Linked DNA regions of Macaca mulatta: region 2 is linked to region 1. Evidence: chromatin contacts called from public Hi-C data. All regions are on one chromosome and are shown on one strand. The core of a region is the stretch at or near the end of the contact, and the rest is flanking DNA. Distances in the headings are between cores, read along the strand shown. Region 1 holds the start of ZC3H8 (zinc finger CCCH-type containing 8). Region 2 holds the start of CHCHD5 (coiled-coil-helix-coiled-coil-helix domain containing 5).

Region 1 (5,069 bases), core at 1,383-3,882:
ACCCTGCTAAAATATTTCAAATGTCACTCTGCTGAAAAACCCTCCAATGGTCTGTTGTCTCATTCAGAGTAAAAGCCAAAGTCCTTATTTTGGCACCTACCAGTTACTCCATGATTGGGCTCCCATAACCCTACCCCAATACCTCGCAGACTTCCAAGTCCCTCTTACTCCACCCCAGCTGTCCTTCTGGCCACTCTGCTCCCCTAACGCAATCACACCAAGCTCACTTCCCCTGAGGACCTTTACACAGACTCCTCTCCACTCCTCTAGACTATGAAACCCCCTCACCTCCTTCAGGTCCCTACACAGGTTTTTAAAACTTACCAACGTTATCAGTGAGGCTTTCCTTATCTACCTTCTTAAAATATCTACACCCGCCTGGCCGGGCACGGTGGCTCACGCCTGTAATCCCCCAGCACTTTGGGAGACGGAGGTGGGTGGATCACGAGGTCAGGAGATCGAGACCATCCTGGCTAACACAGTGAAACCACATCTCTACTAATACAAAAAAATTAGTCGGGTGTGGTGGCAGGCGCCTGTGGTCCCGGCTACTCCGGAGGCTGAGGCAGGAGAATGGTGCCAAAGCAAAAGGTGGAGCTTACAGCGAGCTAAGATTGCACCACTGCACTCCAGCCTGGGCGACAGAGCAAGACTCCGTCTCAAAAAATAAATAAATAAATAAAAATAAAAAAATAAAAAAATCTGCCCCCTCCCTACCACCCCAACAGTACTTATTTTCCCCTTAGCCTTCATTCATTTTCTCAGGGTATTTAAATACGATATATTTATGTATTGTTTGTCTCCCCCTCCCCCTAATAACGTAAATTCATTAGTACAGAAATTTTCATCTCTTGTTCATTTACCGCTATATCCCCAAGGCCATAGCAGGTGCTGAATACGATTTTTTGAATGAATGAGAAGTACTCCCATCACAAATTACTAGGAAAAAAACCAGAAACCATATGAGAAAAGACTGATTCATTTGACTGGATAAAACAAAACCACAACATCCCCATTCCTTTATACCTTGAAAAATAATGCCATAGGCATGACAATTGGGAGTAAAGTACTCTCAAATAAGAGATCCTAGAATTTGAAAAAGACCAAAAAGAAGAAAAATGGGCAAATAATATGGACAGCTCACCATACTTCCATACCATCCTTCACCCATCATTTTGGCAAAATTCCAAGTGTCTTTTATGTATTGCAGTCAAGTTTTTGGGAATAGAATTTTCGTCCAATACACTTTCAAACTGATAGCTGCTGTTGGGATTTTTACATGTTGTTATCTTTTTTTTTTTTTGGTGATGAATTCTTATGTATTTTACAACGTATCAATTAGTTCCAGTTATTTTTCTTAGTAAATTATATCATCTGCAAGTAATTAGAGTCTTTGTCTCTTTCCAATATTTATAGGCCTTATTTTATTTTAGTCATTTTGCATGAGAAGCTTGGTGATAAAATCATGGGTCCTGGACATAGTTTTTCCACTTCCACTGTGCAATCTCGGCAGGTTATTTAGCCTCTCCGTGCCTCATTTTCCCATTTGTAAAACAAAGACAGCATCATCTTCAAGTTTGTTTTGAGGATTAAATGATTTCATGTAAAGCACGAGGTAAAGCTCTGGATGATCAGTTAAAATTTGAGATAGAGTGAACAGCTGAGCAATATCGAGAGGTAAAATCAACCATAATTGGAAATATATCTCAGTTGAGGGAAATAAAAGACGTAGGTTTAAGAACAAAGATACTTTTTAGCATTTCAAATTCAAAGAATAAAAAGAATGAACATCTATCTGGGTGTAAGCACTATGCACTGCTCCAAAAATGAAATCTACAAATTAGGGCCATTTGACCAAAAGTCTCCTTTGCTTTTCCAACCTAATGGAAATTTTAAGTCCAAATGATGTCTGTTGCTTTATTGTGGTCTTTAGGGTCTTTCCATGTCAATCGGTGGACTAATGGCAGAGTATTCCCTATTCTTTACCTTTTAATAAACTTGTGATTTCGTCCTTTCTACAGAAAAGAGCCTAGCATGTGTCAGTGAAAAAGGTCCAATCAGTGTCCTCTGGGAGTTTACGGTCTCGTGGAACCAAGCAATAGTAAAGACAGACGCTACCGGACCACAGAAGCGGGCTCCTAACCCGCTGCTGTGCAGAGAAAGGGGCGCATCCCGGAGCCTTCTCGCTTCCACCCCGCTCCCCCGCCCAGGCTCTCGGCAGCCCCGGCCGTGGCGGCCTACGCCTGAGCCCCGTGTTCAGCTTCTGCTCCCACCCGGACCCTGCACGACCTCTATAGGTCAGACGGTGGCGTCCGGCCGGCCCACGTGCTCCCCACGGGCTCTCCCGACGCGGCCCGGACGTGGTTCCGGACGGCCTCCAATCCTGAAGAAACTAAGAGGCGGAGTCCCGCTGAGCCCCTGCATTCAAAGGATGAAAAGATGGGGGATCACCTTTCGTCAGAGTCCGTGGCCGTTTTGCCGAGGGCCGGGTTGGGGGGTTTTGAGAAAAGATTCTCAAAATCCATGACCCAGACAGGTCCTCCCTTTCGCGAGCCGGGAAACTACAGAGTAACAACCCGAGAGAGTGACAACTGGGACGCGACAGGACGGACCCAGAGCCGCACCAGGGCCACAGGCTCCGCCCCGCGCAGCCCCACCCACCCCGCACATGCGCCGAGCCGCCCTCCGCGACTCTGGGCAAGCCCGCTCCTTCCCTGCCACCTTCGCCTCGGCTCTGCGCAGGCGCCGCCGTTGTTGCCCTTCCGTAGGCTTTTTCGTCTATTACCTCAGATAGTAGACTTTAATTTAATTAAATTACTTAATTTATTATTTATTTATTTATCTATTTTGAGACAGAGTCTAGCTCTGTCGTCCGGGCTGGAGCGCAGTGGCATGATCTCGGCTCACTGCAACCTCCGCCTCCCGGGTTCAAGCAAGTCTCCAGCCTCAGCCTCCTGAGTAGCTGGAATTACAGGTGCATGCTACCACGCCCGGCTAATTTTTGTATTTTTAGTAGAGACGGGGTTTCGCCATGTTGGTCATATTTTTAGTAGAGACGGAGTTTCACCATGTTGGCCAGGATGGTCTCGATTTCTTGACCTTGTGATCCGCCCGCCCCGGCCTTCCAAAGTGCTCGGATTACAGGCGTGAGCCACCCCGACCGGCCCCAGCCCAGAATTTTTAAAAGGATTTGTTAGGATTCTGCTTTCACCTTGGTGAAAACTGTTCCATCAAAATCACAGTATTTCTAAGGGATGGTAGTAACAGCTAACATTGATCTGAGCACTCCACTACTATTCCTTAGAAATAGCGTTTCATATGTTAGCTAACTTAATCCTCACAACAGCCCTGTAAAAGATGTTCTATTACCATCCACATTTTTGAAATGAATAAGCAGATATGTAGTCTGGTAATGTAACTTGTAGGGTCTCTACAATTGAATGGGATTAAAATGAATACACAAGTAACCTCAAGACCGAAAAGTCCATTAAAAAGTATCAAATACTAAGAGGATTCAGAAGAGGGAAAAAATTGCATCCAGTTGGGAAGGCTTCTTGAGAAGGGAGTATTTGGGCTGGGTCTTGAGATATTTCCATAGGAAAAGATGAAGTTAAGAGTAAATGGGCATTCCAAGTAGAGAGAATTGTATTAAGGCAGGAAAACAGAGCATGCTGTTGCAGAACGGGGAATTGCTCAGTTTTGCTCAGTGTAATACCATTTAAGGCAATAGTAGAAAGGAAGGCGCAAACCCTAGTTTGGGCCAATGATAGAGAACCTGACTTGCTTCTGTAAGTGAAGGAACTGATTCTTGGCATGAGTCAGGATCCCTCTACCAATTAGTGAAGGGAACTATATGAAGCCAGACATCTTCCCTGGGGAAATTCTACTTTCCCGTGTTGTTTATGTTATAGGCAATCACCTATGGAACATGAATCATTACTAAAAATGGAGAGGAAAAAATGAATTAAGGAAATGAAAACTAGAATTACTCCCTCTTTAGCAGGAAGCACTATTATAGAACTCAAATGGTTACTATACACATTTTTTTATATAAAATGTCCAGCATACAGCAAAAGATAACCAGACACAAATGAAAATTCGATTAGCAGGTAAAAAGCAGCTAAAACATCTGACCTGCAAAGGCATCAGACACTAGCATTTTCAGACAAAGACTATATAAAAGGCTACATATGTTTGTGTTAGATTGATGCCAAAAATGGCCCCAAATTCTCCAACTTTTCCCGTATCCATGTCCTTTGCGGTGTGACTTTGCAGCTCCTCCCACAAAGAGGTAGGATCGGTTTCACCTCCTCTTTAATCTAAGTTGACTTTGCCTCATAGAACAGCTTGTTTTAGCTAGTAGAATGCAGAAGTGGCCTGCCAATACCAAGCCAAGGCCCCAAGGGGCTTTGTATGTGTCTGCTCTCTCTTCTATGCCTGCTTTCTTCAGGACAATAAGTTCAGGCTACCCTGCTGACGATAAGGGAGAGACATGTGGAAGATAAGGCAAATGGAGGAGAGCGAAAACACCCAGTCAACAGCTAGCAAAACCCTAAAAGCAAAGCCTCCTAGGCAGCATACAGCTGAGCACACACATGATGAAGTCCTGCAGAGAACCGAAGACTCTCAGATGATCCCAGTCCAAATTACTAACCCACATTAATTGTGAGCTAAATAAATGGTTCCTGTTTTAAGTCACTAAGTTTTTAAGTAGTTTACTATATGGTAATATCTAACTAATAAAAAAGAAACTATAAAAAATGTCATAGAGGAACTGGGGAGAAGTAACCAAGTAGAACTTCTAGAAATAAAAAATATAATCCTGAAATTTTAAAAAATCAGTGGATGGGGCCGGGCGCAGTGGCTCACACCTGTAATCCCAGCACTTTGGGAGGCCAACGTCAGTGGATCACGAGGTCAAGATACAGAGACCGTCCTGCCAACATGGTGAAACCCCGTCTGTACTAAAAATACAAAAATTAGCTGGGCAGGATGGCGCGCACCTGTAGGCCCAGCTACTTGGGAGTCTGAGGCAGGATAATCGCTTGAACCTGGAAGGCGGAGGTTGC
Region 2 (5,069 bases), core at 1,323-3,822, 270 kb after region 1:
TGACCCTTAAATAATGCAGTAGAAAATCCACATATAACTTTTGACTCCCCCAAAACTTAACTACTAATAGCCTGCTGTTGATCTGAAGTCTTACTGATGACATAAACAGTAGATTAACACATATTTTGTATGATATATGCATTATATACTGTATTCTTGCAATAGTAAACTAGAGAGAAAGTGTTATTAAGGAAATTGTAAGGAAGAGAAAATATACTATTCATTAAGTGGAAGTGGATCATCATAAAGGCGTCCACCCTTGTCCTCTTCACATTGAGTAGGCTGAGGAGGAGGAAGGGGGGTTGGTCTTGCTGTCTCAGAGTGACAGAGGCAGAAGAAAATCCGAGTATAAGTGCATCAGTACACTTTAAATCCATCTTGTTCAAGGGTCAACTGTAAACTGTTTTATTTAATGGGCAACCCACGCACCCAAGTGGTTATAAGTGGTACTACAAAATGTATTATAAAAATACTGTAGTTTTTTTAATTTGAGACAGAGTCATGCTCTGTCATCCAGGCTGGAGTGCAGTGGTGTGATCTCGGCTCACTACAACCTCCGCAGCAATTCTCGTGCCTCAGCCTCCTGAGTAGCTGGGACTACAGGCACCTGCCAACCATGCCTGGCTAATTTTTTGTATTTTTTGTAGAGACAGGGTTTCGCCATGTCTCTACTCCTGGCTGGTCTCCAACTCCTGACTTCCAGTGATCCGCCCACCTCGACCTCCCAAAGTGCTGGAATTACAGGCATGAGCCACTGCACCCAGCTGAACACAATCTTTACCTTCTATGTACTGATTTATGTCTTTGTAACTGCCATCCACCTAAAATGTACAAAACCAAACTGTAATTCTACTGTCTCAGGCACACTTTCTCAGGACCTGTGTTTCCCAGGCCATGGTCACTCATATTGGCTCAAAACAAACCTCTTTAAGACATTTCAGTTTGGTTTTTCTGTTAACAGGTGGTTGATTTTTCCTAGTTCTTTAACGAGATCCCTAGAAACCGGGTTTAAGACAATTGAACTTCTTTTTTGCTTTCGTGGTCAGATAAGAAAATTTCAGAAACTCCCTCCCTGTGTACCTGTGGGCATCCCCACCCCCACACACCAACAAGAAAGGTTAGACAGCTCTTCTGAGGTAGCTTCTAAGGCCTTTCAGCATGTCAAAATGCATCTTTGGGGTATTCGTTTCTGAGTACTAACAAGGGAACGGGGTGGGTTAAGATTTCGTTCTCCCAGTAGAGGAAAATCTAGGGATTCAGTCTACATTTGAAGCCAAAAACAGTTATCTGACTCCTTCCAGAGCCTTTAAATGTTGATCCCCTCCCCTCTTCTCCCACCAAACATACACTTGGAAGTTTAAAAAGAATGGAGGGATCTCAAGGTGTAAAGCTTTCTGTGCCTATGGCAGATTCAGATGACCAGTGCTGGTCCTCGGAGGTCAACTGCCAACCAGGGTAGCTCATGGTTACAGCCTCCCGTAGAGCTCTCACTTATCCAGAACACCTGAGGCTCCAAGCTCAGTATCAAACTGTTCACTTGCACTGTGTCCTCTATGAGGTCACTGTCATCATCATCATTTTACAGACACACTGAGACTCCAAGTGGTCGTTACTAGTTCACAGTCAAGTAGCTCTCGTTCATCTTCTCGTTCATCTTCAACTCTATGATTAACTGCAAAGTGTTCTGCTCATTTTGACTAGAGTCTTGAAAGATCTGCAAACTAAATGGCAGGACTGATGCTCAGTTCTCTGACCAGGGGATATCCAGTCTTTTAAGTGGGGAAACTCACGCCCATGTCTAACCTCACACTTTTAAGACAGATGAGAAGGAAGGGGGAAATGTTACTACACTAGGAGGAATTAATTACAAAGAGAGGAAGCAACTGGCTTGATAGTCTCACGGAGTCGGGATTAAACACCATGTCTGTCCTGGCCTACACTAAGGGATGGAGGAACGCCTGGGTCACCCAGGCTGAGTAAATACGAGGCCCAAGCCGAATTAGTTCGGCTCTTGGTTTGACTCCCTCTTCCCTTCTGTTCCAAGCGCTCGCATGAACCAGGGTGCCAGGAGGACTATCAGATTCTGCGCCAGGCCGATGGTGGCAGCGTGGCGTTAGGAATCAGGCCTCCTATCCCTGAGTCCAACAGCCTACCGCCATAGCACCCAACCAAACTGGGAACAACATGTTGAGACGCCGCAGCAACAGCAGCCGCTTCCCACCAGCTCCAGTCGGAGATTTGGAGCGCTTGTGTCTGCGGCTCAATCCCGTGAGGTGCGGCGCAGCTCAGCGGCGAATTCTCTTTGGAGCGGAGGCACCACCGTACTTTCCATCGCTTACTTCCGTTGAACCCCGGGCGCTGCCATGGCAAGCCGGAAATAGGGATAAATCTAGCCAGAAGAGGGCGGAAGTGGCTACTCAGGGCGTCGCCATGACGAGTCGGGACCGGAAGAAGAGGTGGGGCGCCGCCATGACAGATTAGTCCTAAAGGGAACCGGTTGTTAGTTCAATTGACTACCGGAAAAAAACAGGCTGGGCTGGGCGCCGCCATGACAACCGATACCGGAAAAGGCGGGTCGTTCCCCCCGGACAGACCTACGCCGGCAAAAGTCTCGAGATGTGAGTAGTGAGAGCGCCTACCGTATACGTGCGGCCGCTCCCCTTCTCTTACCCAGTGATCTAGACCTAGTCTAGGACCTCCGGAATTAGGACCAGCCTCCCTCCTTCTTGGAGATCTGACCCTCAGGATTCAGCGCCTTCCCTCACGAGTTACAACCCTCCGCATGCCCAAGCCCCGCCCTCTAAGCGTTTAGGCCCCGCCCCCTCTCGCAGCAGCTTAGGACTTCGGTCCAGTCACTATTCACCCAAGCTCTGCCCCCAGTACCCCTGGTCCGGCCGTTCACACCGAAATCCTAAGACTACAGACCTATTTAGGGACCTCTAGGACTCCTACACCCGTCCTCAGAGCTCCAGATTCCTCCCCCTCGATCACCAAACTTTACCTATTGAACCTTCCACATCTGCCCAGGACCCCAGTCCTCACCTATAGGGTCCATAGACTTGTTCCTAGACCACTCTGACCTTGCCCGGGATTCCCAGAGCACCAACCTCATGCAGGGCTTCCAGACCTCATGCCCCTGGGACTTGAGTCCCGCACCACGGCCTCAGGTTTCATCTTGAAGACTCTTTGGCTAAGACACTCTTCCCCAGGACCTGAGACCTCACCTCCTGGACCTCTAAACCTCACTTTTAGAATCCCCAAACCCATTTAGGGCTTTCAAGCTCTCTCCCTGGAATTCTAGATCTTACTTCTAAGTCCGTAAGTCTTCTCTGCATGATCCTCAGGCCTACTGGGGGATGCCTGGATTTCAAGGCCTGTCTTCTAGGACCCAGAAGGCCTACCTTAGATTAATCAGACCTTGTTTTAGAACCTCCAATCTCTCCCCAGAAGCTCCCCTTCTGCTTTACAAGCCCCAGGGCTAGGCCTCACCTCTACACTTCTTTGGCCCCATATCAGGATCCTTCAGACTCCCACATCTGCCCTGAACGCCTAGTCCTACTTCAGATCCAGACCAGAATTCCCTTTCTTTGCCAAGCACCATAGCTCATGCCTGTAATCCTAGCACTTTGGGAGGTCTAAGCGGGAGGATCACTTGAGCTGAGGGGTTCAATACCAGCCTGGGCAACATAGCAAGACCCTGTTTCTACAAAACATAAAAAATTAGCTGGGCATGGTGGCTCATGCCTGTGGTCCCAGCTACTTAGGAGGTTGAGGCAGGAAGATCACTTGAATCCAGGAGTTGGTGGCTACAGTGAGCTATGATCATGCCACTGCACTCCAGCCTGGGCCACAGTGAGACCCTGTCTCTAAAAAATAAAATAAAATAAAGATTCCCTTGCTTCCCTGCTGCCTGGAATGATCCTCAGCCCATCCTGTCCCACAGGCAGGCAGCTCTGGAGGTCACCGCTCGCTACTGTGGCCGGGAGTTGGAGCAGTATGGCCAGTGTGTGGCGGCCAAGCCGGAATCCTGGCAGCGGGACTGTCACTACCTTAAGATGAGCATTGCCCAATGCACATCCTCCCAGTGAGTGTCGGCAAGTATGAGACAGTGTGGGGGGTGGGCAGTGGGGTGGGAATCTCCCAGAGGCTGAACTGCCCTACCCCCACAGCCCAATCATCCGCCAGATCCGCCAGGCCTGTGCTCAGCCTTTTGAGGCCTTCGAGGAATGTCTTCGACAGAACGAGGCAGCTGTGGGCAACTGTGCGGAGCATATGCGCCGCTTCCTGCAGTGCGCTGAGAAGGTGCAGCCACCACGTTCACCTACAACTGTGGAGGTAAGAGGGGCTCATCTCAGTTCATCTCTTTTCTCCACAACATGCCCTTCATCCTTCTGATTGTTCAGGGTAAAGACTTAGGAGTCATCCTCAGCCCCACCCCACCACCACACAGGCCTTTGCCATGCATCCAGAATCCAGAACATCATCACTTCTTGCCCCATATAGCCCCTGCTTTAATCCACCACCACCCACACCCTCCCCCTCCAGGATACCTGCCCCAGCCTTCTCCCTGGTCTCCCTTCCTTCCTCTTTTCTTGCCTCCATAAAGCGGCCTGGGTGAGCATGTTAGGACTGAAATTTGGTCTCATTACACCTATGCTTAAATCTCTCCAGTGGCTTTGCGTCACATTGAGAATAAAATTCCAGGTCCTTGCTAGGTTCTCTGTGTTCTTCCCTAGGCTGACTTCATCCACCTCCTCCCTCACCCTCTCTCTCCCACTACTTTTCATCTGCAACTGGAGAGGGGCTGGGCTGAGGTGGCCAAAAAAAGCTCACTCTTTTAAATGTATCTAATATGTAAGCCAGATATACAGTGTATCTGTGATATGTAAGTTTCATGGTTGGGCAATTACAACAAAAGTCTAAAATGACTCCTTGAGGAGAGGCGGTAATGGGAAAACGTTGAAAAATGCTCTTTTAGATGTTTACTGCCCTCCTGACTGGACTGTGAGCTCCAAAGGTGAAAGTCACATCTTTCCCCAGCCCCTCTGAGCACCCTCTCCTGGGGCCTT

The links. Hi-C and Micro-C count contacts between places; a contact is called where the count stands out from the background.
Region 2: a contact with region 1 is called in a Hi-C map of fetal cortex germinal zone, with 4 times the contacts expected there. The contact joins the promoter of CHCHD5 here to the promoter of ZC3H8 in region 1. A contact is called at or near these places in 6 of 14 Hi-C or Micro-C datasets (CD4 T cells, blood, cortical neurons and 3 more).

Annotation. Positions count from the first base shown.
Region 1 is chr13:22,389,570-22,394,638 of T2T-MMU8v2.0, forward strand. ZC3H8 (zinc finger CCCH-type containing 8) reads right to left here and starts at 2,633. Exons shown (of 10, transcript XR_013402646.1): 1 at 2,452-2,633.
Region 2 is chr13:22,663,905-22,668,973 of T2T-MMU8v2.0, forward strand. It overlaps CHCHD5 (coiled-coil-helix-coiled-coil-helix domain containing 5), which reads left to right and starts at 2,573. Exons shown (of 4, transcript XM_001088583.5): 1 at 2,573-2,618; 2 at 3,944-4,084; 3 at 4,170-4,335. The coding sequence starts at 2,617. It overlaps LOC106993133 (a long non-coding RNA gene), which reads right to left and starts at 2,801. Exons shown (of 2, transcript XR_001439286.3): 1 at 2,671-2,801; 2 at 760-2,483.